Linked DNA regions of Mus musculus: all the other regions are linked to region 1. A link is a contact called in public Hi-C data. All regions are on one chromosome and are shown on one strand. The core of a region is the stretch at or near the end of the contact, and the rest is flanking DNA. Distances in the headings are between cores, read along the strand shown. Region 1 has its middle 24 kb from the start of Rps18-ps4. Region 2 has its middle 9.3 kb from the start of Gm5086. Region 3 overlaps Arhgef28 (Rho guanine nucleotide exchange factor (GEF) 28).

Region 1 (3,987 bases), core at 563-3,062:
ATAAAACCCATGCCTGATACCATTATCAGTTCAAGGACCTGTGGCTACACAGGTCATATGCCCTGAGCAAGAACCTACTACTATCATTATGCTAAATGACTCCTTGTTATATTCATATATTAATTCATTTTTTAACCCTCTGAAGAGCTTCTATTTGAAATAAAAAGAAGTTAACGTAGAGACCCGCACCTGATCAAGGTGCAGAGAATAAGGGACTGTGAAACATTTAGACCTAAATGAGAAAACTTGATCATGCCTCCTGTTCCCCAGGGCTTAGAGATCATTATGGAAGAGGAGACATGAAGACTGTAAAAGCCAAAGGCAGTAGACAGACATAAGGAAACAATGTTGTCCGGATAGAGCAGGGCAGCTATACATACAAACTCACAGTGGCTATAATATCTTGCCCTCATCTGTGCAAGCTCAAGCCTGTCCAATACCGCCATGGAGAGAGGAGTCGAAGATCAAATTCTTCCCCTAGCTGAGGATCTATTGGCCATGGAGAGCTGCTGGGAGAAAGAAAGAGTCAGTTTTCTTTATAGATGTAGCTCCTGATAAGTCACCCACACTCCAGTGGAAGGCCATACATCCAAGAATATACAGACAGCACAGATTGGACTTGGTTGGTATTTAAGAAAGAAAAAACAAATGATACAAAGTTGGGCAGTAGAGAATAGGAATGGGTCCGAGAGGACCCGGGAGATAAGTGGCTAGGATCAGAGAACATTTTATGAATTCCCAAATAACTGATTTACAAACTTTTGTCATGTCATGTATCCATTGTACAGGGTACCATGATTTATAAAGATGCCTTCAGGTTTCACATACAGATGCATTGCACTCAGAGCACATAAAGTAGCAACATGTGTGCCTTGTATGAAGAACCCAGCTCTTGGGGGAATGGCCTTAAATCAGCTTCCCTCTACAGCTTCGCTATTGACAGCTAGTTCTTCACACCTGATTTCATCCCTCTCCTTCTAGTGCCAAGGCAACTTTCAACAAATATCGATTGAACAACCTATTCAAAGTCCAAATCACCGTGGAACAATAGAAAAAAGAACAGAGCAGAATCTGACAAAGTTTTGATTCTACTTCTAAAAACTCTGAGATCTTGGGCTGATTATTAAAGCTTAGTTGTTAAATATAGCAAAAAAAAAACAAAAATCTCAGCTTCGTCTATGGCACATGCTCTAATGAAAGTGAAATTAATGGTTGATGTTACAATTACATAACAAATGGCTACTAGGTTAAAGATACATCTTAGAAATGATAGACTTTTAGTTTTACTATAAATGTTATGAAATGAATCATCAGTAAGAAAAGCTACAATAACTACAATTGCATAGGTCAAGCACACTACTAAAATAGTCGTGTAAGATTAGTATTTACTTTTAATAAATGAAGTAATTGAGACTTAGGGAAATTAAGTCTTTTGCTCAATATCATATAGCTCATCAGATGGTGGGAGTAGGATTCAAAGCCAGATTGCCTGGGTGTGGAGTCTGCTCTCCCCCGGGACAGCTCAGTCTCTGCTAATGTGTATCATTGAACTGGAAGACAAAGAGTCAGGGAGAATCAGCTGTCAGTCCACATTCTCTCTCTTGACACTGGTGTGGAAAGACACCATGAAGAAAGAATTACGAGCAACAGCAGCGGCTGCAACCTCCTTTTTCGGGATAAATAGATCAGAGAAGTAAATTGTATCCTGGACAAGCCTAGAAAGCACAGAATGTGCCTAAAGACTTCCACTGACTGCTCAGGCCCAGCCAGAACAATGCCAAGTCTAAGCCAGGCTGGGAACAAACTCCAAAGCAGATATTGCAGCAGCTGTGCTCGGTGACGTCATCAGCATGCTTGGTGCCCAGCTGCATGGAGCCGTGCTGGCTGGAGATGCTGCATCACCAGTAGTGAACGCCCAACTCCTGCTCCCCTGGGATGCTGGGAATGCCGGAGCAATGGCCACTGACTTCATTCCAAAATGGCATCTGGCTCTGGAATCCCTGCCTAACCCCATCTCAACACAAAGACAAAGTCATTCCTTCATCTCTCTCTCTCTCTCTCTCTCTCTCTCTCTCTCTCTCTCTCTCTCTCTCTCCTTTTCCTGAAGCTACTATAATTTTCTGCAATGGTTCTGCTTTGTTAGATTCTCTCTGTTTAAAAACAGTAAGAGGGGAGCTGGTGGGATCATTCAATGGGTGATGGAACTTGCCACCAATCCTGATGACTAGAGTTTGTTCCCCAGGGCTCACATGGTGGAAGGAGAGAACTGACTGCCACAAGTTGCCCATTTGCCTCCATGACAGTGCCATAGCACAGTGCACCCACACACAAACATGTACAAATCATACATACATGCATTCACACGTACATGCATTCATAATATGTGCATTCATACATACATGCATTCATATGTATATGCATCTTTTGAAGCAATGAGAAAAAGGGAGATGCTCTCATCTCAGTTCCAGGAAGTAAACAAGTTTCTAAATCCTCTCTCTTCTTTGAAAATTATTTAGCATGTTTCCTACAGACTAGCAAAATGTCGCCATTTCCCAAGTAGGCAACACCTGACCTGGAGCTGGTTGGGGGAGAAGAGGGAAGAGTGAATCTGTCTTCAGACACAGAGCTGTGGATAAAGACGGATGCCTGCTAGGTGTGATCTGGACTGCCACACACCGAGCGTTCAGCAGAGACCAAGGCTGGCGATGCAGATTGGAAGACACATGAAACCACAGGGTAAAGTCAAACTGTAAAGATTAAATCATAACTGCTGCAGCAAAGAACAAGGAGCAGTCTTGGTGACCCGTCACCATCGTCCTGAACGTCCTCATACTCCAAGAAGATCTTGGTTCCACCCCTGGATGGGGAAAGAACCCCCTCAAAGACTCAAAGACTTCCATTCCAAGAATTCTACTAGACTCTCAGCTGATTTTCTGTAGCGCTCTTGAAACCCTGTCAAAATAAAGGTTTGTGAAATTGTTGTAAACTTGGAATTATGAGCTTCCTAGAGAAATGTATAGAGACACAGCAGTGTTTGGTGTATTATGTCTCTTGGAACTGTAAGTAATAAGCACAACTGAGTCACTTTTCAACATTTTCAACTTTCAAAATGTATTCCACCTTTCTAACGGAAAACGTAAACTTTAAATCGTCACAATATTGCTCTGCGCACTTGAGTTTCCTCTCTCCGTGCTCCTAAACAGAAGTCTAAGCAACACGAGTCCTCCCAGCTGCTGATGTCCTGGTGGTACCGGTCCACCCCTTGAAGAGTAGAAGCTGAATAGGGAAGCTAACAGGTGTTGCAATAAAGCTTCCAATAACCTGAGGCCCAAGGAGCCAGCTATGGTACCCTCATCTGAAGATGGCTCAGAGGGAGGGAGTGTTTTTCTTTCTAATTACAAGACACTGTGAAGCTGTCAGGGTGCCAATGGTGACAGAGAGCACTGGTGGCCATTGTTGAATAGCTGAAACCTTGGCCAGGCAGAAAGCCATTGGAAAGGGTCCAGGTCAAAACAAGAATGTGGCTGAGGGAGACGCCAACTCTGTGGGAGACTGCAGCTGCAAGTGGCAAAGGCCAAGGTGGGGTGGCTGGGGTCAGGGCTGTGGGAAACAGACACCCCAGGAGTCTGCGTGTGGGTAGCAGAGGCAGTCACAGATGCGAGGGTGCCACTCTTCTGAAAATCCCCTATGTATTTGAGGAGCATGAAGTACCTGAGGTGAGGTTTCAGACTATGGGCAGTAATTGTGGTATCATTTCATTTGAGTCCAAAAACTGGTGTGCTGAGGGTATCTGAGATATAAATAAAACCCATGGATTACAGAGTGGTTAAAAAGCAGCTGTTTGCTTACTTTATATGCGCTTATATACATGTGTGTATGTGGAAATATAAACAGCATGGCCCAACAGAGTACATTTGCAATTAATTTTAAATTACTAAGTACTAATGAATGATTTTAAGATGCTTGCACACAATTTGTTCTCAAGCA
Region 2 (3,987 bases), core at 384-2,883, 220 kb before region 1:
GTTGAAGGCGCCTGATCGCAGGGAAGCAGGAAGCTACTATTTTTAGTTGAGAAAAACATCAACATTGGAGGAAGAGACCAGAGCAGAGGCCCATACTTCAAGTTTCTTCAAGTTAACAATATCAGAGACACTCACTAAGCAATGGGCACAGCCCACTGGCATTTCATTTTTCTACAGTCCTGGGAACATAACCTAGTGTGTTAAGAATGCTAAGCATTTTCTCTACTCGGAATTACTCCCCACCCCAGTCTGGACAATGCATTGATGGAACCTAGTGATGAAACCGCGTTACCCAAATCCAGCAAGGGCAGATACTTCTGGAAATAAATCCATCTTTGAATCTGGAGGAGGCATAGTCTCTCTTCACTGCCGCCATATCTTCTGTGGAAAGACTATGCGTGACTAGAATGTTCTATAGCTGCCATGGTCCTGCCAGTTGCTGGCAACTCTGCCACAGCTGCCTGGTCTACCCTCCGTCTTTTAGGAGAGGCCTTCTCAGTGGCTTTGAAGATGGCCCCTCAGCACACTCCCTGGCAGGTGACTCATTCGCAAGCTCCTCTGGCCCAGTTGCACTGTTAAGGCACTCACAGAGTAGATGGCTACTCTTAATGACTATTGCTCACAGAAGACAACGTGTGTGGAAAAGGAAAACACACTCAACTGGAAGCCATTGCTCTTGGCTTCCGGTTCCCAGGCTGCACTCTTTTCCAACATCAGCATGAACAGCCCCACCCTACGCCCAAGTAGCCCCTTCTCAAACTCCCTAGTAGACATGATCATTTTTGCAGTTTAGTGGCAAAGTGGGTGTCTCTCAGGGCTCTGTGCCAGTCCTAAGTGACAGAAAAATGAAAGACTGCCAGAAAAGCTAAATACTGTCAGCAGGGTATCGTCAGTGCTCATTGGAAAAGTACCTTTGGGGCCGACGGCAATCTCACCTGTTGTCACTGTTGACTGGAATTTCAGTGAGTTCCACAGGAGCCAGCACGTAGGTACAGGGGAAATCAAAGTCCCTTTTGGGGTTCTTAATCCCATTCATAAAATAATTTAATGACAGACTCAAACAGAAGCTTGGGGGACAATTTTCTTGAAAAATCTTGGTCTGGCTCAGGGATTAAGAGAGTGTACTGTTTCTTCAAAGAATCCATGTTCGGTGCCCACCACCCAGGTTAGATAGCTCATAGCAGGCAGCGGGGCAAGCATTAACAGAAGAAACCCTGGGAGATCTGATGCCTCCGGATGCATGGGCACCCACAGTCCCACACATAGCCACACACGTGATGTATAGACATCACATTCCCCAATACTACCTAATGAGAAGAAATCTTTTTTTTTTTTTTTTAAAGATTTATTTATTTATTATATGTAAGTACACTATAGCTGTCTTCAGACACACCAGAAGAGGGCATCAGATCTCATTACGGGTGGTTGTGAGCCACCATGTGGTTGCTGGGATTTGAACTTCGGACCTTCGGAAGAGCAGTCGGGTGCTCTTACCCACTGAGCCATCTCACCAGCCCATGAGAAGAAATCTTAAAAAAGGAAGGCCACGAGAAGAAACCACCACTCCCTCCCAAGAGCAGGAAAACTAAACCTTGGCAGCTGCCCGAGGAGGAGCTTGGAGAGGAGAAGGAAAAGGGTGAAGCAGCTCAGCCAGCATGGAGCCTCAGCCATATGGCAGAGGAGCAGCCACATGGTGGGGAGGAGAGAGTAAGGAAACCCAAAGTACCAGGAAAAAAATCACACTTAGGCTCCTCAGCAGCTCAAAGAGAGAGACAGAAAAAGAAGACAAAAGAAAAGCTAAGCCTTTCTGAGTCTAAACAAAGGTGGGTAGACAGAGCAGAACTTTACATTGCCTTGTAGGACTGTGCTAGCAGGTGGAAATGAAGGAAAAGTACCGTATCTCATTAAAAGGATAATTATTCCTCCCTCCTCTTCAGCAGGGTTTAGGGTGAACTTGCCTTCCTGGGGGTGGTCCCTTAACCAGATCACCCAACCTGCCCAATTGCGTGTTAGCTCTCCATCTAGACCAGAGATTTCATTCTCTTGGACAGAAAGAAAGATTTCCCTCCAATTGGCTCTTTCCACTACTGTGATATTTTGACAGCTATTTTATTTGTTGTTGTAAGATTAAAAAAAAAAAAAACCTCACTTCTATTCCATGTCAAGATGATTGTCAGCTTCAAAGACAGAAAGAAGGACAGCTGTTTCCCTCACAGATCTCTCAGTACTCACTAGGACCCCAATCTTCCCTCATTGACTCTGATAGTCATATGCTCAGTACAATGGTCTCTTCAGATGCTGTGAATCATATGTCAGGATGAGTCATCTCCCCTAGAATAACAAAGGCTGAAAATAAGAGGTGAGCTTCCCAGTGAAACAGAGGCTGCCTCCACAAGAAAGACACCTGGAAGCTGAGTGTTGACAAAGCACACATATGCCCACTCGGGACACAGAACATGGATGCCACTGTGTCTTCTCAAATGGTACCAACATCACGACAGAACCTGCTCCGAGTTTGGGTTAGAAGGAAGGACAGGGAGAGAGCTGCAAAGAGGAATGAGGTGGGACCTCTGTGCTCAGGAAGCCCAGCACCTGAAATCTTGTGGTCAGATACTGCAGTCGCAGCAAAGTGGGAACCAATGAATTTGGTCTTCAGAGGTCTTGGCTTCACCGTGCTTGAAGAAGCCAGTACCTAGAGTCAGATGCTGGCACGTGACAAGAATCTTGATTTCAACTTCCTTAGGATGATCATCAGTGAGTGGAGGTTTTCAGGTAAAGTGGACTAGGCATGAACTGGGGGTGAGGCAGACAATTACTACTTAGTTACTGACTAAAGGTCACTCAGCAGTTGCCAGAAAAACCCTCTGTTTGAGAGTTTCTAGTTCATGTAGATGGCTATTTCATGACTGTAGATTCCCTGTTCTTACAAATGGGTCAGTTAGTTATCATGTATCTTTCCCAAAGCACTTAAAAATAAACAATACTAGCTAAATCAATAAGCAGATAATAAAGATGCCTTTTCCCAGTTATAATTTTTTAAATGAGATCTTTGTGAGACAGAAAATTCTCATTTCACTTCCTGTAATAGGATCTATTACTCTCTAGGCTCAGAAAACATAATCAGTTGACTCAATGGTATACTAAGTAAGGGCCAAATCTGCCTCATAATGGTGCATGGGACAAAAGGCAAAGCAGAAGTGGTAAACGCCCCAGGAGAAAGACATTTTGGAGATGTGTGCATTCTTGATGCTCTAAGAACCATCATGAAGACTTGGGAGCTGAAAACATGTAAAGGTGATGACCTCAAATAGGCCCTGGCTGTCAGTGGTGAGTGTTCCTGATCTCAGAAAACAAGAAGCTTACAAACTGAATCCATATACATCTTCTGAGGTCCTACTGTGTGTGTGGATAACTCTTAAATGCTTTGTGAGATCAAAGAGGATAAGGTTGCCCTGTTAAAGAAGAAATAGAAACTCCAATTAAAGATAAAACATTTATAAGCATGAAAACCCAATAAAGCAGTCAACAGAAGTAAGCATTAATGGAAGAAATGCTGGTCGGCAGCAGATGGGTAATTAGCAAATGAATCATCGGAGTGCTGGCTGGGGTAACCTTTTAGAAAGGAGTGGTTAGCTCAAGGTAGGGACTGAGGAGCCTCTTCCTAAAGAGGTGGCCAGACCTTGGTCTTGGGATGTTAGGGCTGAGTAGGCTAAGCAACAAGAAGGTGAAGAGAAGGGTCACGTGACAGTTGAAGAGAATGAGCAAATCATTTGCCTGGGGGTGATGCTCTGTGGGGGAGGAGTAGAGAAAGCTGTAAGGCTCTTAAATGCTGACCGGAGGGTTTTAGGTGAACTCCACTAAGTGATGGAGGATCACAGAAGGCTTTTGAGGGAGAAAGTGGGGTGGTCAATCCATGTTTAGGATCTGTGTGTGTGTGTGTGTGTGTGTGTGTGTGTGTGTGCTTGCACATTCACATGCTTAATTCTT
Region 3 (3,987 bases), core at 978-3,477, 160 kb after region 1:
ATCTATGGGCTTCCCTGTCTCAACTCCATCACCTCGGCTACAGTAACCATCTCCTCCCAGGCTGGAGAATTAAGCAGCCATTTGACAATACAGGTCTCACTCGTTCAAACTCAGAGGTGTGTGACAACTCTTACCCAACCATCCCTTACCATGGCATAGATGATGGTAAAGAAACGCCAGGGGAGGTTGTTGCACCTGGCTCTCTGGGGGCTACAGGACAGCACAGGGACTCTAGCTCCCCGATATCAACGTTGGAGAATCATGATACCCAAGTAGCCGGTGGTTAGAGAGAGACGGCCCAAGGGAAGCGCTTAGTTGGTGTCTCCAGATCCCACCTCAATTCATCACCAGCCAGCTCCAAACCCATGAGTGAAGCCAGAGGATGCTGGCCATCTTGTCCTTGGGGATGGATGGGGCCTCAGACTTTGTCTCTTTCACACCAGGGAACATCGGGGAATATGTACATGCGGAGAGCTCTAGTTCCCAAAATTGCATTAAGCATTTGTTTATGTGCCGTATGGCTTCTCCCATTAGTAAACCAATTTATGTATTGAATATTATATCTGCAAACCTAAGGCTGGTGTTTCACATTGTAAGGGACACTCAACAAATAAATGAGTATAAGTTACACTTGCTCGCATTCTCTTTAATAAGTAGCCATGAATGCTACAAACTCCACATTTTGTGAACTAGGAAACCATTCATTTCCCTAGCCTCTAAGAGCCTACAGCCTCCTGGATGATGCTTGCTTCTGTCTGAGCACACGTCATGTTCAGCCCTAAACAAAGTCAACCATGTTGCTTCAAGGAGGCTGGGAGCTTAAGCTGCTGGTGAGCGAGCCCCATTTCCTTTGCCTTCATACTGTCACTACAGACTTTGTTGCTAATCAGTCCATTAACAGGGAAGGGACAAAGGTAGAATAGAGAGAAGCATGTCGGTACTTTAGAACTCTGCCCAAATGTACGGAATATACTCTGGTTTGGTGGTTAAGTTCTTGCGTTTCCTATGAGCCCTTCTTGGCCCATCCACTGCTTTAGTGGAAAAACAAAAAACAAAAACAAAAAACCATGATATTTCCAAATTTTATATTCTACCAAGAAGCAAACATGTAGAAATGGGTTGGATTGTGCGACATTTGGTTACTGCTCGAACCTCTGGGTTTGGGAAGACAGAAGAAAGTGTACATTGTCTTTTTAATGGACTTCATGCGCCACCTGGTGGTGGTACTGTATAACTACAGTTGATCCATGCGAGGAGAATTTCTACCCTTGGGTATTGTTTTTAATTCTTTCAGAATTTTGTTTTAATCTAATCTTTTAAAGGACGCTGACGCCAAGACATCACTATATACTTGCTTTATCTGTTTATTTCCATTCTCAAAAGGCCCCATCAAGTGTCAGAGTTTCCAGAGGTTAAAACCTGAACTCACTTCTCCACCTGTAACTGAGTCAGGAGTCAGAGTCAAGCCATTTTCTGTGCAGAACTAGGCTGCATCGACCAATTATCTTTCTTCCCAAACAACCTAGGAGCGATTGTAAGCTACTGGCTTCACGCTTCAAAGTGAAGATCACACGGAGAAGCGCAGACAAGCTAAGGCAAACTAGCTCAAAGCTTACAATCAGAGTAAGTAGAGTAAAATTCTGTATTCATAAATTAACTTGGGCCTCTGAGCTTTGCAAATGAATACTAAGTCAGAGCTGACTTTTCTGTGAAGTTCTGAGAGCCAGACTGGTTCTGTCCTATGCCACGTATCTGGAAAACATGTAACAGTAAGATGTTGCATCTGTAACATGTCGTAGTCCCACACTGGTGCGCATTAATACTTGGTAATGGAGCTAAATCAATGCTAGACAAAGTAAAAACCCTTGACCTGACTCCCCACCTCCCAGGAGCACCGAGCTCTTCCTCCCCTCTTATGAAATCACACACGTCAAGCTAATAGGAAGCTGTATGCATATAATTTCTACACAGAGAGGTCCAGCCTACATATATTAGGAATCAGAGAACATCGTAGCACGGGCAAAGGGTGGTTACGTGGATTCCAAGTCTGCGAGAGGAAGGTGGGATACAGGTGAAGAGCAGAGGATCACAGTAGAGAACAGAAGCAAGACGTCCCAAAGTGGAAATCAGTTCAGCTCACGGGCGCCATCTGGTGGTGAAGCGTCCCAGTGTCGGGTCACCTCTCAAACAGGGAGTTGCCAGAAGCAGTGAGAAAAGCAAAGGTTTGCAATGCAGAGAGTAGGCCGGAAGTCAGAGAGTGCAGACACACATATACACAGGAGGGTTGTCAAGCTTTTCGTTTTGGTTTTTAATAACGTCTCAGTTGATTTTCTTTTTAACATGATATATAAAAACCACGAACATTTAAAGAAGAAATAGTTTAGAAAGTTTCAATATAGATATTTAAATAAATCAGAAACAATTCAGAAAAAGGTATTTTCAATCCACTCATTGCCAGAGAGCTGAATCTACTTTGTATACAAAAGCAATAGGTTCTGGTTACTAGCAAGTTGGTTAACAATTAACAATACCTTCTCCCCTGCATCAGAGACTGCCAAGTCGGTTACCACACCCTGGAGCCCGGGATCCACATCCCAACAGCCTCTTCCTTCTGTCCCTTCTGTGACTAATGCTGGAAGCACGCCATTGAGACAGAAACAAAAAGGACAACATCAAACGTCAGCCGGCCAATTACATTCTTCTGCCCACAACTGAAGCACACTTCAAAAAAAGGAGTCATCACGAGATAATACATACTGAATGAACCTACAGGGGGCGCTAGAGATCGCAAGGAAGCCCGCAGTCCCTGCTCTCCCGGAGCTTACAGGCTAAGAGACACCAAGCAGCATCCTTTGCCACCTGCCATTTTAACTGCGCTTCTTTCTTGGGCTCATGTGTCCATGGGCTGTTTGTGGTACCGAGTCTACATCTCGCTTTCATTTAATAGGACAAAGCTGCCTGGGAAAGAAGTAATTTAAAACAGGTGCCCAGTGGAATTACAGCAAGGTCTCTTGGCAGACCCAGGTCCATAAAAGGCTCCCTCGAGGCCAGTACAAGAGCAGCAGCTGATGGACAAGGTTTAGAACGCAGGTCCAGAGGGCACTGATCTAAGAAGGCTGGAGGCAGCTAACACTTTATGGTCTCAGAGTCATAAAAACTGAGAGCCTGCCTCAGTTTCTCCTCATTTCCAGCTTTGCTCACACTTCCCACTTAAGCTTTAACACTGTAAATACATTTGACCTAGGAAAACACATCCAGAGATGTTAAGTACCAAATACAAATTTACCTTTACCGGTGAAACCTCGGTCGGCAGGATTTCATCATTGCTTTATGGATTTCAGTTAAAACTTAGGCTATGTTCACCTTTTCCTGACTTAAACCAGGCTTCTCAAGGCTGCTCCACCCCACCCCACCCCCAACTTCATTGGAGCAATATCTGACCAGGATCCTGACCAAAATACTCATTTTGTGATGTTTATAAACTTCTTTTAAAAATATGGTATCATCACGCATCTTTATTTCTAACAAGGGGCTGCCCCTTTCTCTTTGTTTAAATTTTAAAAATCACATGTATCACCATTAGGAAACAGCAGCTGCCCAGGATTCCAGAAAGCCTCTTCTAAGCCAGAGTTTTCTGTGAGTGGGAACCACTTCGAATGAACCCAGTGAAAAGCCAAGGTCACCCGGTGCAAGCGAGCACTTCTTAGGCAAGGATGTTGGAGGGACAATTTATAGCAACTTTTCCTAACGCCTAAAGAGACAGTCAAGCCATCTCCAAACCAGGAGCCAGTCTGTTCCTCTTGCCCACTTCCTCACATTAACAGTTAAACGTTGGAGGAAGCTAAGATGGGGCCGAGCAGAGGTAGAAGGGGAGTTTCCAGAAGTTTCTGCACCCTCAGGCATAGCTTCAGGGTGGGCAACAGGGTCTCCACTGGACTGACCATTCTGGACAGTAGAGTATAATAGTCTCCTTTGGTAAGTGTACTC

Evidence for each region. Hi-C and Micro-C count contacts between places; a contact is called where the count stands out from the background.
Region 2: a contact with region 1 is called in a Hi-C map of cerebral cortex, with 2.1 times the contacts expected there. The contact joins two enhancer-like sites. A contact is called at or near these places in 10 of 484 Hi-C or Micro-C datasets (the C2C12 cell line, the N1E-115 cell line, cerebral cortex and 4 more), 2 of 115 datasets of contacts at active chromatin or transcription factors (heart atrium and pancreatic cancer cells) and 2 of 9 other capture datasets (adipose tissue and pancreatic islet).
Region 3: a Hi-C map of the C2C12 cell line shows a contact between it and region 1, with 8 times the contacts expected there. The contact joins two enhancer-like sites. A contact is called at or near these places in 11 of 39 promoter capture datasets (the 3T3-L1 cell line, 3T3-L1-derived adipocytes, the HPC-7 cell line and 8 more), 35 of 484 Hi-C or Micro-C datasets (the 3T3-L1 cell line, 3T3-L1-derived adipocytes, the C2C12 cell line and 22 more), 4 of 115 datasets of contacts at active chromatin or transcription factors (the NIH/3T3 cell line, heart atrium, pancreatic cancer cells and 1 more) and 3 of 9 other capture datasets (adipose tissue, embryonic stem cells and liver).

Annotation. Positions count from the first base shown.
Region 1 is chr13:97,773,404-97,777,390 of GRCm38.p6, forward strand. No RefSeq gene overlaps it. Among named protein-coding and RNA genes, the nearest start is that of Rps18-ps4, 24 kb to the left of the region's middle. Within about 2 kb of position 1,813, at least 96 of the 459 cell types and tissues checked have an H3K27ac peak or open chromatin away from gene starts, as enhancers often do. A contact at or near this core is called in the C2C12 cell line, cerebral cortex and heart atrium, where this site is marked.
Region 2 is chr13:97,548,733-97,552,719 of GRCm38.p6, forward strand. No RefSeq gene overlaps it. Among named protein-coding and RNA genes, the nearest start is that of Gm5086, 9.3 kb to the right of the region's middle. Within about 2 kb of position 1,634, at least 35 of the 459 cell types and tissues checked have an H3K27ac peak or open chromatin away from gene starts, as enhancers often do. A contact at or near this core is called in cerebral cortex, where this site is marked.
Region 3 is chr13:97,936,929-97,940,915 of GRCm38.p6, forward strand. Arhgef28 (Rho guanine nucleotide exchange factor (GEF) 28) reads right to left here. Exons shown (of 36, transcript NM_012026.2): 31 at 2,532-2,632. Among named protein-coding and RNA genes, the nearest start is that of Gm34388, 45 kb to the left of the region's middle. Within about 2 kb of position 2,228, at least 61 of the 459 cell types and tissues checked have an H3K27ac peak or open chromatin away from gene starts, as enhancers often do. A contact at or near this core is called in the C2C12 cell line and heart atrium, where this site is marked.